Regions from separate parts of the Danio rerio genome. Here region 2 is linked to region 1. A link is a contact called in public HiCAR-type data. All regions are on one chromosome and are shown on one strand. The core of a region is the stretch at or near the end of the contact, and the rest is flanking DNA. Distances in the headings are between cores, read along the strand shown.

What was found. HiCAR-type assays count read pairs that join an accessible place to other places.
Region 2: a HiCAR-type map of caudal fin shows a contact between it and region 1, with 4 times the contacts expected there. The contact joins two enhancer-like sites. A contact is called at or near these places in 4 of 18 Hi-C or Micro-C datasets (caudal fin, embryo and skeletal muscle) and 3 of 4 datasets of contacts at active chromatin or transcription factors (caudal fin, embryo and gastrula embryo).

The regions. Positions count from the first base shown.
Region 1 is chr1:18,083,347-18,089,976 of GRCz12tu, forward strand. It overlaps mtus1b (microtubule associated tumor suppressor 1b), which reads left to right. Exons shown (of 16, transcript XM_073949991.1): 3 at 4,882-6,630. The coding sequence starts at 5,040. Among named protein-coding and RNA genes, the nearest start is that of mtus1b, 27 kb to the left of the region's middle. Within about 2 kb of position 2,670, at least 8 of the 62 cell types and tissues checked have an H3K27ac peak or open chromatin away from gene starts, as enhancers often do. A contact at or near this core is called in caudal fin, where this site is marked.
Region 2 is chr1:18,146,305-18,152,934 of GRCz12tu, forward strand. mtus1b (microtubule associated tumor suppressor 1b) reads left to right here. Exons shown (of 16, transcript XM_073949991.1): 9 at 717-783; 10 at 5,959-6,173. Among named protein-coding and RNA genes, the nearest start is that of pcm1, 15 kb to the right of the region's middle. Within about 2 kb of position 3,202, at least 2 of the 62 cell types and tissues checked have an H3K27ac peak or open chromatin away from gene starts, as enhancers often do. A contact at or near this core is called in caudal fin, where this site is marked.

The DNA of each region.
Region 1 (6,630 bases), core at 1,420-3,919:
CTGTTGTGCTGTTAGTGTTTGTCATTTCAAAATATATAGACACTGTTTGTTTAAAAAAAGGTGTGTTATTTAACATATATTTGGCTTTTTAACAGTATATGTGACAAGAATTATTTTGGTTGGGGACCAGAGAACATTTTGGCAGGGCATGTAAAAAATCAATCAATCAATCAATCAGTCAGTCAGTCGGTCAGTCAGTCAGTCTGCCTGCCTGCCTCTATATATCTATCTATCTATCTATCTATCTATCTATCTATCTATCTATCTATCTATCTATCTATCTATCTATCTATCTATCTATCTATCTATCTATCTATCTATCTATCTATCTATCTATCTATCTATCTATCTATCTATCTATCTATCTATCTATCTATCTATCTATCTATCTATCTATCTATCTATCTATCTATCTATCTATCTATCTATCTATCTATCTATCTATCTATCTATCTATCTATCTATCTATCTATCTATCTATCTATCTATCTATCTATCTATCTATCTATCTATCTATCTATCTATCTATCTATCTAAAATTGTATAATGACATGGATATGACCTAGTTGTACTCTATTAAAGGGATAGTTCACCTTAAAATGTTAACTGTCATAATTTACTCACCCTTTACTTGTTTCAAACCTTTATGAGTTTTTTTATTCTGCTTAACACAAAAGAAGATATTTGGAAAAATATTGGATAACTATTAACTTCCATAGTGTCTGTTTTTCCTACTATGGAAGTCAATAGTTAGTTAGTGTTCAACAGAAGAAAGCAACTCATGACAATCTGGAACCAATTGAGGTAGTGTAAATACTGAGTAAAATTTCATATAAACTATCCCTTTAAGGTGGTTTATGAGGACATGATTTGTGTCCTCATAATTCCATATGGTTAAAAATCATACTTTGACATTTAAATAATATACCACTAGTTTCTTGTAAGAGTTGTGTTACGGTAGGGTATAAGCAGTTTTTAGAGCCTTTGGAGAGTCCTCATAAACCATATGTAGAATTAATTGTGTTTGCTAGCAATACATTTTCATGTGAATTGGTAATAAAAACTATTAAACATCTGTAGACACCCTAAGATTATCTTCTCTTTGTATTCCTCACACTCTAAAAAAAATGTTTGTTTGTTCAAACTACTTATTTAATATGAGCTGAAACAACACAATTCTTAAGTTTTTTGGAACAACTTAATTGTTTTATGTTCAATTCACTTACATTTGTAAAAACTAACAAGTTAACTTAATACAGTCATGTTGTCCCAACACAAATCAATTATGTGGAACCCAGCATCTTCAACATGTCTGTAATATTGATAATATATTGATCATATTTATGGTAATTAATGGTCTGCTGTAAGTTATTTTTAAGCTTCAACATGCTGCCTTTTGACATTGGATGTCAGATTTTTTAACTGTTCACTGTTACAGTGTAATGGAAGTTATTCCCATAATTCATGCAACAATTCACAGAAAAAAGCTTCCACTGTTTTGTATTCCACATTCAGTACACACCAAACTAACAATTACCTTTAAACTATAATAACAAAATACACAATGATCTGCAATACAGGTTCAAAGTTTACATTTCCACATTTATAGAACACACAAAGCTTACCCCCACATTTGATTATATAATCTAATAAACAAAATATTTCTGTGATCCGTTCACTGGAGCATGTGGGACTGTTAGTCTTCTGTTTGAAGGCAGAAGGTGAAACTCCCTAAATGAAACATGAGCGGGATCAGACAGAATTTTACCTAATAAAGACATCATGTTCTTGGCATTTGCTTTTTGAAATATTCTCTCAGTTGTTTGGCTAACAAATTTGTGAACAAATATGTTGCCAATCGAGCTCGAAGAACTGTATATTCAAAGATTCCATACTATACAGCAGTCTGTATAACAGATTGCTAAAAAAAGATTCTCTTTGTGCTTGAAAGTTTTGCCTCATTATTGTTAATGAAAGGGTTTTGTAGCTTATATTTAAAAGTCATCTGAATGCATCGTTTCCATGTTTGCAAAATGAAGAAGATACTTTGATTTTACATTGTGAACAGATTGAAATAAAAAATGTTCAAATTCAAAAAGCCTTATTTAGGTTGATCAGAATGAAGAATTATTGTAAAATATTAGTAGTTTAAAGCATGTTTTCTGACTTAAGAACTGTTTTTTAAATGTAAATTGTATTCAAGTTATACAGTCATTTGCCTAATTACCATAACTTGCCTAGTTGACGTAAACAAATTGGCTTTAAATTGGACTTATTATACTAATAGTATTATCTTGAAAAATACCCAAATACTGTGTACTGTCATCATGGCAAAGACAAAAGAAATCAGTTATTAGAAATGAGTTAGGCTAATATTCAGCAAGTCTATTATATTTAATAGCAATTAAGAAACATGAAATTAGCTTTGAAAATGATTTGATGTTTTGTTTTTGAAGCATTGTTGATATTAGCAGTTTAATTAAATACTGCTAAATAATGCTTATATTTTTGCCATGTCATGAGGCAATCCACCAACTAGCATAGACGCATTTTACCTCCCACTCCTCCTCCGGCTTGAAATCAGCCTGTTCTTTGTGTTAAAAGATGACCTCTGGTGTATTCATTAAATGGTTTTTGTGAGCAGAACAATTGGACTCTTGGATTGGACCGTTTAGCATTTGTCTGGAAACACAAGGACACCATTGTGGCAGTAACATTCACTATTGCCTTGCATGTGCCACAAAATGGCCTGAATATCAAAATAAAAGCCTTCTTCTTTAATTAGCTTTTGTCTGGCCTATATTATCACCCACATTTAGTTGCAAAGTGTGACTGACATAATGCAGATTTAACGCAGGCGCAAGATGATCATGGGTGTCTAAACTTTAAAATAAATAAAATACAAGGTGACATGTCCATGCAGGCTGGTATAAACAAGTGTTTCCTTTATCAAAGCAGCCTAACCATTTTCATTAACAAAACAAGAGAGATACAGGAGGACATTTAATGAATTACTGCAATGAATGTTATTGCAAGGCGTGGAGTTTTGGCTGCCAGTAGGGGAATGTTAATAAAGACGATGGACTTTAATATACCGATGACTAACTATTTTACTGAGCAAAACTCCTAAAACTGGGTAGAAAATCGACAGGAGTCTCCAGTCCAAGTCCATCACACTCTACACACACTCTACACACACACATCCTCCTTCTTTGGGGACACAGCACCAAAATAAAAGTCCTTGACAAAAATATGCAAAAATAGAATACAACGCTTATTAAACAAACAACTTCACATTATTATAATAAAAACACAATTACTTGCATATAAAAGCTTACCTTTCTTGACTTTCCCTGCATAGAAAAAGACTTTTATGAGAGCTTGCCAGTAGGGAGCAGTAGTGCTCTGTTTTTTCATCTCCCTACAACAAGGGCATCTATAGAGATTCTGGACTTAAGAACTATTTAAACTCCAAAAAAAGGGAAGCTGAAACATTATTTGAAAAATATTTGGCTTTTATGATATTACCTTATTGCATATACAGTTAAAGTCAGAATTATTAGCCCTCTTTATTTAATTTTTTTTTGTTTTTTGATATTTCCCAAATTATGTTTACCAGAGCAAGGAAATGATCACAGTAAGTCTGATAATATTTTTTCTTCTGAAGAAAGCCTTATTTGTTTTATTACGGCTAGAATAAAAGCACTTTTTTTAAATAAAAAATTTGATTTTTAAATCTAAATTATTAGCCCCTTTAAGCTATGTATTGTTTCGATAGTCTACAGAACAAACATCGTTATATAATAAAAGCCTTTGAATGTCACTTTAAGCTATATAGAAGTGTCTTGAACAATATCTAGTAAAATATTATGTACTGACATCATGGCAAAGATAAAGTAAATCAGTTATTAGAAATGAGTTATTAAAACTATTATGTTGAGAAATGGGTTGAAAAAATGTTCTCTCCGTTAAACAGAAATTGGGGGGAAAAGATTCAGACAGGGCTAATAATTCTGACTTCAGCTATATATTTACAGTATGTAGTTGTAGTGCAATTGTTACTTGTTTATTTGCACATTTACTTATTATTTTAACTACATGTTTGTCATACATTGTCTTGTATTTTGTTTTATTTTATTTATTTATTTTTGTTATTGTGTTTTAAATGATTGTTTTTTTATGTAATTTAATATTTTTTCATGGTCATTATTTTAGAATTATTATAATTACTAAATGATTCTAATTGTGTCATTCATTTGTTTGGTTAATTTAATATTTTATCAATGTTTGATTAATTTATTTTTAAATGTAATCTAATTAATTTATTTATTATTTTTCATTTTATTATTACAATTTTGATTATTTTAGTTGTTTTAGACCGTCTTTTGTGGTAGTATTTGTTTATTAATTAATTCTTAATAAAACATATGCTTATTTGACATTATTTAAGCTAAATTGTGTCATTCGATTGTACATTTAAGCAAGAAGGTCGCTGGTTTGAGTCCCAGCCAAGTTTGTGTCTGTTTCCTCTGGGTGCTTCGTTTTTCCACACAGTCCAAAGACATGCGCTATAGGTGAATTGAAAAAAATAAATTGGTCATAGTGTATGTGTGTGGATGTGAGAGTGTATGGGTGTTTCCCAGTATTGGGTTGCAGCTGGAAGGGCATCCGCTGTGTAAAACATATGCTGGATAAGTTGCCAGTTTATTCCGCTGTGGCGAGCACTGATGAACAAAGCGACTAATCCGAAGGAAAATTAATAAGTTTTTACATTTATTTTCTCCAAACATTTACGCAGACCCCATAGCCTTCAATAGGATTAGGTTAAAAGTTAAACCCATTAAACACAATTGACATGTGCTGTCTTTTCTTAATTCACAGAGCCATTAAAGAGTGTCAGCAAAGTCATGGGTGCCATCGTCTGAACGATCAAAGAAGTAGCCTTTCTATGATGAGAAACACCTTAATCCCTTCTTCTACAAAGTGGAGTATTTCCAGTCCATCAGCAAATTGGATCTAGCTATGGAGGTTTGGGCTGTATGATTAAATCTCAATCCTCGTACCTCATGGAACTACCAACAAACATATCTGAGCTTCCACCTCCTGTGCTTCCCAACAGACCTCAGCATGAATTGTGTCTCCTGTTACGCAGTAATGAGCACAATAACATTGCGTTCAACTCTGAGTCTTCCTCCCTGTCCTCGTCATCGATTTCTCTCCTGTATGACCGAGGTGAGACGTCACCTGACTCCGTGCGCAGCTTGAGTAGTCTGAGCAGTGTCAGAACCGATAGTCCTCTGGATGTGGACATGCCTGAGGCGGAGATGGGAAAAGTAATGGCCAACAGTGATGATTCAGGCATACAGAGCCCAGACTGCAGACCAGACTATGCAGAGGACAACGACAACTCTGTGTCAGTCTATCTGGATGCTAATGAGGACTGCTGGACTGACAACGACAACCATAATGTAACTTCGGTGGTATCGCAGAAGGTCAGTCAAACTGATGGCGATGATACATCCTTGTGCTCTTCAGAAAACGGTGACGATGACACCAAAGATGAGGAGGAAGAAGAAGACTCTTTTCTTTCTTTAGTTTCGGTAGAAGTGATGATGAAGAGCCAAGTTGGAGTTTCAGCTCTGGAGGGCTCCACTGTATCTCAAGTGGCAATACCAAACACTGGTTTACAAGACACATCTGAGGACCTGCAATCGGATGTGTCTAAAGGGTGTTTGTTGAATAAAACCAACAGGGAAGTTGTCTACGAAAAAGGGGAAGTCTCTTTAGCCATTCAAGAAATTGATGTTGTGAATGAGACATTTGCGTCACCTGAAAGTTCTGAGGATATTAATGTCTCCAGTTTCATAATAGGTACCAGATCCATCTTAAAAGATGACATCCAGCAACACTCTGATGAACATCCAGAAGACGTCTCTAAAATGGATGTGGTGTTTGAACCCAATGAGGAAGTTGTCCACAAAAAAGGGGAAGACTCTGTTGAGTCGCCTTTAGCAATTCAAGATATGGATGTTATGAGGGAGACAGGGGTGTTTTCTGAAGGTACAGAAACTAATGAAGTCTCCAGTCTCATAGCAGATAACAAAAATGTAACTTCTTGCTTATCAGTCTCAAAAGATGATAATCAGCCAAGGGCTAATGGCCAACAATCAGAAATGGTTACTTGTATTGTACCCAACATAGAGGTTGTCCACAAAAAAGAGGAATACTTTGTCGAGTTGCCTTTAGCAATTCAAGATACTGATGTTATAAATGAGACAGTGGAACTCAATATGGAGGTTGTACATGAAAAAGGGTATTCCTCTACTGAGTCCATCCAAGAAACCAATGTTATAAATGAGACAATGGTGTCTACTCAAAACAAGGATTCCAATAATGCAGCTTCTTCTCTCTTAAAAGAGGAGTACCAGCCAAAACCCATGTTGAAAATGGCTGCTGGGAATGAATCCAATAATAAAGTTGTCCACAAAAAGGGAGAAACCTCCATTGATCCAATTCCATTCAAAGAAATAATGGTGTCTCCTAAAAAATCACAAGCTAATAAAACCTCTACTCCTATAATTGGTACTGTAAAGATAGCTTCTTCCTGCTCAAAAGATGACAACCAGCCAA
Region 2 (6,630 bases), core at 1,952-4,451, 63 kb after region 1:
ACTTTAGTTCCCTTAACAAAAAAAAAACAGATTAGCTAAAAGAGGTCTTACACTTTGGCACTCTGTGAGAGGTTTGATGTCTACTGATTAGATCAAAAAACAAGGTAACACTTTATTTTGCTGGTCCATTTGAGTATTAGTAGTCGGTCTGCTTAATATCTGTTGATACAGCTCCTTCAACAGACATTTAACTGACTATAAGAAACTTTGCAAGTACATGTCAACTTACAATAAGCCTAAGAGTCCTAACAGTCTACTTCAACAAATGGACCATCAGAATAAAGTGTGACTAAAAACAGCATTGGAGCATGAATATTTAAACATTTAAAAGCCAATTTAGGATAATTAAATTTAATTAAAACTAAAAAGGTTATGTTTACAGAAAACCTCACAATGATGCTATCGCATAGGCTTTAACTTCATTATGTTTATATATCCAATAAATATGACTTCAGTGTAGTTAAAGAGGTGTATTATTTGTGTCTATTTTTCAATTTGTGTAACAAAAATTAAGCTGTTTACTCCATTTTAACTAGAATATTTATCATTTCAAATCAAATTTAGTTATTACTTTTATTTTGAATTTTTGATTCTATTTACATAAGTCTAATTATTCTAGACAAAACCTTTGTTAAACATGTAATCTTCATCTGTCCTTGTATGTGATTGCCCTGGATGACTGTTGATGGTTTTGTTTCTTCTGTCTTTTGTTACAGCGCGAGTCGGCAATCAAACAGAGGGAAGAACTTTCTGTCCAAATCAACAACCTGCGAGAGCAACTGAGTAAGTAACACATGTCCAGTCAATTACACAGAGACTCGGTTCTTGTGTCCGTTCCTTAGACTCACAGAGCATAAGGCTTTCATCTTGCTCGGATAGCTGTCATTTAGCAGGTGCTTTTGTTCAAAGTGACTGGAAGAACACTAATCTGTGAGAAACCTTGGGAGAACTGTCTTGCTCAAGGGCACAGTCCTGATAAAATAGGGCTGAGTGAGTGTTTAGTTTCGGGGTCACACCTACTTAGGATTGCAGTTTTTTTTTTTCCACAGATAATTTAACCAAGCAATATTTAGAATCCGGAATGTCATGAAAAACTAGTGGCACCTTAGGGACTACATTTTAATACCATCAAAACAATTTAACAACTGCACTGCAACATCTTAGTATTGTGGCAGAATCAAAAATTATTATTGAATATGTGAAAAAACAAAACTAAAATCTCTAGGAGCAATTACTATATGTCGAAACCTATTAAAAAGATATATATTCATATACATGATTTTTATATTGTATAACATATCCAAAGCCAGAGCAGGAGGTCTCATTTATAAATATCAAATATAAAGCCACTTTCCACACAAAAGTTGGGATCTTTAAAAAAAACAAATTTTGATGGGAGAGTGTGCGCAGCTGTAGGTAAACATTACGTAAACATATTTAACTTAAATATTAACTTAATTAGATCACTTTAAATCTGAAAATGACCCATAATCATTTTTTAAAAATCTAATTTATTCTAGTTTCACTTTTAGAAAAGTTGCTAAATCAAAGCTAATTTGATTAATTAATTTTTTTACACTTTAATCAAAGCAAATTTTATAAATCAGACCCCAGAGCGTTTGTTTGTTTCAGAGCAAAACAATTGTTTTGTTTTGATTTAGATATTGAATTGGCTAATCGGCTAATGATTTGGCCTAAAATCGCATATTTCATACTATATACCTATAAAAAAAAAAATTTTTAAAAATTTATTAAAAATGTGTGTGGCAAAAGAGGCATGTCTGATATCACAGAACTCATAACGTCCTATACACTTGGGGTGACTTTGTTAATGCCTCCCATTGACTTTGAATACAGTGACATTAAGCATTGCAGAGTTGCATTGCCACCATTGCTGACTGCAGAAGTTAAAATACGTCATCGTGGAGACGTCATCCAATCAGATTGATTTATGCAAATACTAGTGCAGATGTGGTTGGCGTGGTGGTGCCGTGGGTAGCGCTGTTGACTCACAGAAAGAAGGTCGCTGGTTCGAGCCTCGGCTGGGTCAGTTGGTGTTTCTGTTTGGCGTCTGTTGCTCTGGTTTCCCTCACAAGTCCAAAGACGTGCTGTAGGTAAATTGGGTAAGCTTAATTGTTCATAGTGTATGTGTGTGAATGAGTGTATGGGTGAGTGAGGGAGAGTGTGTTTTGGACGCAGCCACCTGCTTCATTTCTAAATGAATCATTGATTTTGAGCAAAACAATGAATGATGTATGAAGACGGAGATTTGCCCCCACTTTATTTGACATTTTTATTCTTTTCTTTCCTGTAAAAGGCCTAAGCCAATTGAGGTACCAAGCACAAAATACACATATAAAATATAGTTTAATTATTATTATCTTTAAAAAAAAATATTTAAAAATAATATTTTAAATCTCTCCTTATCTATGTACAGTCAGAATTATTTATTACCAATTTTTTTTTCCCTTTTTTTTAAATATTTCCCAAATTATGTTTAACAGAGCGAGGACATTTTTACAGTATATCTGATAATATATTTCTTCTGGAGAAAGTCTTATTTGTTTTATTTTAGCTAGAGTAAAATTTATTTTTACTTATTTTTATTTATTTTTAAAGAACATTTTATGGTCAAAATTATTCGCCCCTTTAAGCAAATTTTTTTTTTCGATAGTCTACAGAACAAACCATATTTATATAATAACTTGCATAATTACCGTAACCTGCTTTGTTAACCTAATTAACCTGGTTAATCCTTTAATTGTCACTTTAAGCTGTATAGAAGTGTTGAAAAATATCTAGTAAAATAATACTTATTGTCATTATGGCAAAGATAAAATAAATCAGTTATTAAAAATGAGATATTCAAAATATTATGTTTATAAATGTGTTGAAAAAATATTTTTTTCTGTTGAACTGAAAATGGAGAAAAAAAATAACTGACTTTAACTGGATATCTTTTCCTAAGTTATTATTAACCCAATTTAGCATATGTGTGAGGTGTACAAGCCTTGCCTTGATTTGCTAGTCACATATTTGTTCTTCATTTATGTTATTTTGTACATTCCAGAGTTGGGCTGTTTCATGTTTTATCCTGTTGAATGCTCTGTTCTGATGAGCATCGTATTGATGGAACTGTACAACTCCATGTTTGGGAGTTGGGAAACTGATAGGATCAACCACCCAGCAATCACACCTGTTTTATTGCGCCCTGTAGACATTTGGCGGCTTTTCGCTGTGTTTTGAGTCAGTGCGTTTGTTTTTATGTGTTTGTAACAAAATACGATGACACCCCAATGAGTTTGTACCTTGAATACACATACACACACACATTTTTGGCAAGCCCAGACACACATTTCTAATGCTGCAGAATGTTAAGGATGTGCTGCTTGTTGTGTTTAATTAGTCTGACCTTACTGTCGTGGCCTTTGGCTTCGAGACAAGTGTGAAGGTTGTGTGTGGCGAATGAGGAATCTTTCACTCACAGTGGATTCTGTGTGTGGGTTTAAAGGTGCAGTTGGCCAAATGACACGGTGCTCCTAAAGTTTACCTCACAGAATTAAAAGAAAGAAATGGTTATCCTGAGGCTTCAAAAACATGTGCTGCTCACACATACGTGCCAGACTTGAATAAGCATGGAAAATTTGAGGGAGGACGTCGCAGCAGTCTTCAGCCTGTGCACGTCTCTGTTGAGGTTGATTTCTGTTGATTCAGTCCAGTGGAATAGAAACTTACCTCAGTTTATTCTAGAATCAAATCTGGATTTTAAAGGCTGTTTAGGAAATAAAGTATATTCTAGATTTTATGTGAGATTCTTGCATGTTGTTTATTAATAGTTAATGTAGATTTTGTTTATTATTCAAGATATTGCAAATTTTTTTCTGTAGTCATTCAAAAACATTCTTAGAGGGGGCTATTAATAATGACCCTAGCATTTATGACATTTTTAAGTATAAAATATTTATTTTTTTATTATTATTATTATTATTAATTATTAAAATAATAAATTATAAATTATATATATTTATAAAATAATAAATTATCCAACCTGAAATCTCACACAGAATTTTAAGACATTTTAAGACTAGACTTGATTAAGTGGTTTTTACCTGATGTTGTTTTGGACATACAAGAATAACCCATGTTTTTTTGCTCCAAGGTGAAAACCCTATTTAGTGTATGTACTGCACAATTCCCCTTACTATAAAACACATTTTACTGGACTGTCCTGCTTGTGCAGAAGACTTTTTTAAATGAAATTAACTCTTTTAAGGACATTTTTAGCAAAGTGACACCAGAAAAGATTTTAGAGTTTTTATCATGTATTAACACTAAAACTCTGTTTGTTGATTTTTTTAATTGTATATTTATTATTGAAATGTTCCTGCCATGAAAGTAGCCTTGGTTGCTCACTTGGCATTAAATAAAAAAAATTGCATCATCTTCCAGACACACTAAAATAAACAAATAAAGCTAAATGTATTAAAAATATAACAAATATATTTTAGGAAATCAAAAAAAAAAATCTGTTTTTTATCCTTGCTTTTTTTTAAATGATTTTGGAAACGAATTAAACATTTCACTGGAGGGCTAAAAATTTTGTCTGTTTATTTTATTTTTATTTTATTTTGTTTTATGAAAATGTCTCCCCTAGAGTATTTGAGTTGTTTTTCATACAATATTTGATTTCTACTTTATTTTAATAACTGAAAATGACAACATTGGTATATATGTGCATGGTGTTTAAATTTACATTCTATATCTATTATTATTTTTATTTTAATCTTTAGTGATTACTTCCACTGATGCATTCAAAATTTTGTGGCAGGTTCTACTGGATCTATAAATAGTGAGACGCTTCCTAGACTCAATTCAACATTTAATTCATTACATTATGCGGTGTCATAACAAAATTGCTCTCTGTTACTCTTTCTAAAATGGGTTTCTTCCCATAAGGAGTATGCTCATGCATTACACTGTGTACTCTTAATAGATTGATGTAGTGTTACAAAATTTGTTAGTAGGAAGAGTCTCATCAAAATGTTTGTGCGAAGGTAGTCTCAACAAAAAATTTTTCAAGATGCAAGGTAATTTTACATTGTTCTGAAATACTACAACAGATTTTATACCAGCTTTTATGTCCAGTAGCCAATGTATGTTGGAAATACACTACTAGTACTTAGCTCCATATTACTCTTAAAGGAACACTCAGTTTAATGGAAGGCTCAATTTACAACTCCACTAAATGAGCTTTTAGCTAAGCTTAGCACACATCATTGAATTGGACCAGTAATATCTTGCTCAACTCAAAACAAAGAGTTTTGATAATTTGTTACTATTTTTGAAACCATTCTGCTGATCTGGGTTTGGTGGCAGCACTTTTAGCATATTTTAGCTTGGCATAAGTCATTGAATCGGATTAGACCATTAGCGTCTCACTCAAAAAAAATTTTTATAATTTTCCTATATAAAAATTTCCTCTTCTGTAGTTACGTTGTGTACTAAGACCAACAGAAAATGAAACGTTGCTGTTTTTTATGCTGATATGGCATTTTTCTGTCAGTTTTTGTTCACTTTGCAACTACAGAAGTCAATTGTCAAATAGGAGAATTATAAAAACCTTTTTTTTAACCCTCTCAATGCAGGCGTTGCTGATTTGCAACAGTTAAAAGCATAGATTTTGCCTGTTTCTAAAAGTTTATTTGAGCCTGAAAGGGTTAAATATGAGTGAGATGCTAATGGTCTAATCCGATTCAATTATTTATGCTAAGCTAAAAGTGTTCCCTCCAGAACCATATTGGCTAAATGGTTTTAAAAATGGTAAATTGTTTAACTGTAAATGACTTAAAAATGAGCCTATTTCCAAAAGAAGTACTGTAGAGTGTTCCTTTAAGATTTCCGAAGACAAAATCAGGAATCAGATCTTCCTAACATCCTCATGTCTCCTTGATTCCCCAGGTAACTCTGTCTCATGTTGCGAGCAGTTGGAGAAAGAGAAGGAGGAGGTCCGTGTGACTTTGGAGGCTCTGTTTCAGAAACTTCAGGAGCAGCATCAGTCTGAACTGCAGCAACTGGAGGAGAGACTGAAGGACTTCTACTCTGCAGAATGGGACAAAACCCACGAGGCCTATCAGAGAGAGGCGGATAAATGCAGGGTGCTCATGCAGCAGCAGGTAAGATCTGACCTGTGCTTACTTCTGATTACTTAACAGTCACAACATCTTAAAAGCATTAGTTCACCCAAAAATAAAAATGCTGGTATTAATTATTCAACTTCATATAATTTCAATCGCCTGAGACTCTCATCTTCGGAACACACATTAAGATATTTTACATAAAATCCGAGAGCTTTCTCATCCTCCATAGACAACAACAGCCTATAAAATGAACCCAGAACATTTTCGTGTGACTTCAGTGGTTCATCTGTAGTCATATGAAGCTCCAAGAACACTTTTGTTGGCCAAAAAAACTGTAAATAGAGCTTTGTTTGCCAAGGTTTTCTATTTCTAGTCAGGTTAGCATTTCCTTTTGGCAATAAAACATATTGCAATTAGAGTCAGCAACGCAACAGAACAGCAACGTTTTGTCCATAGTAAATTTGCTCTGCAATCTAAGGGTCTATTCACACTA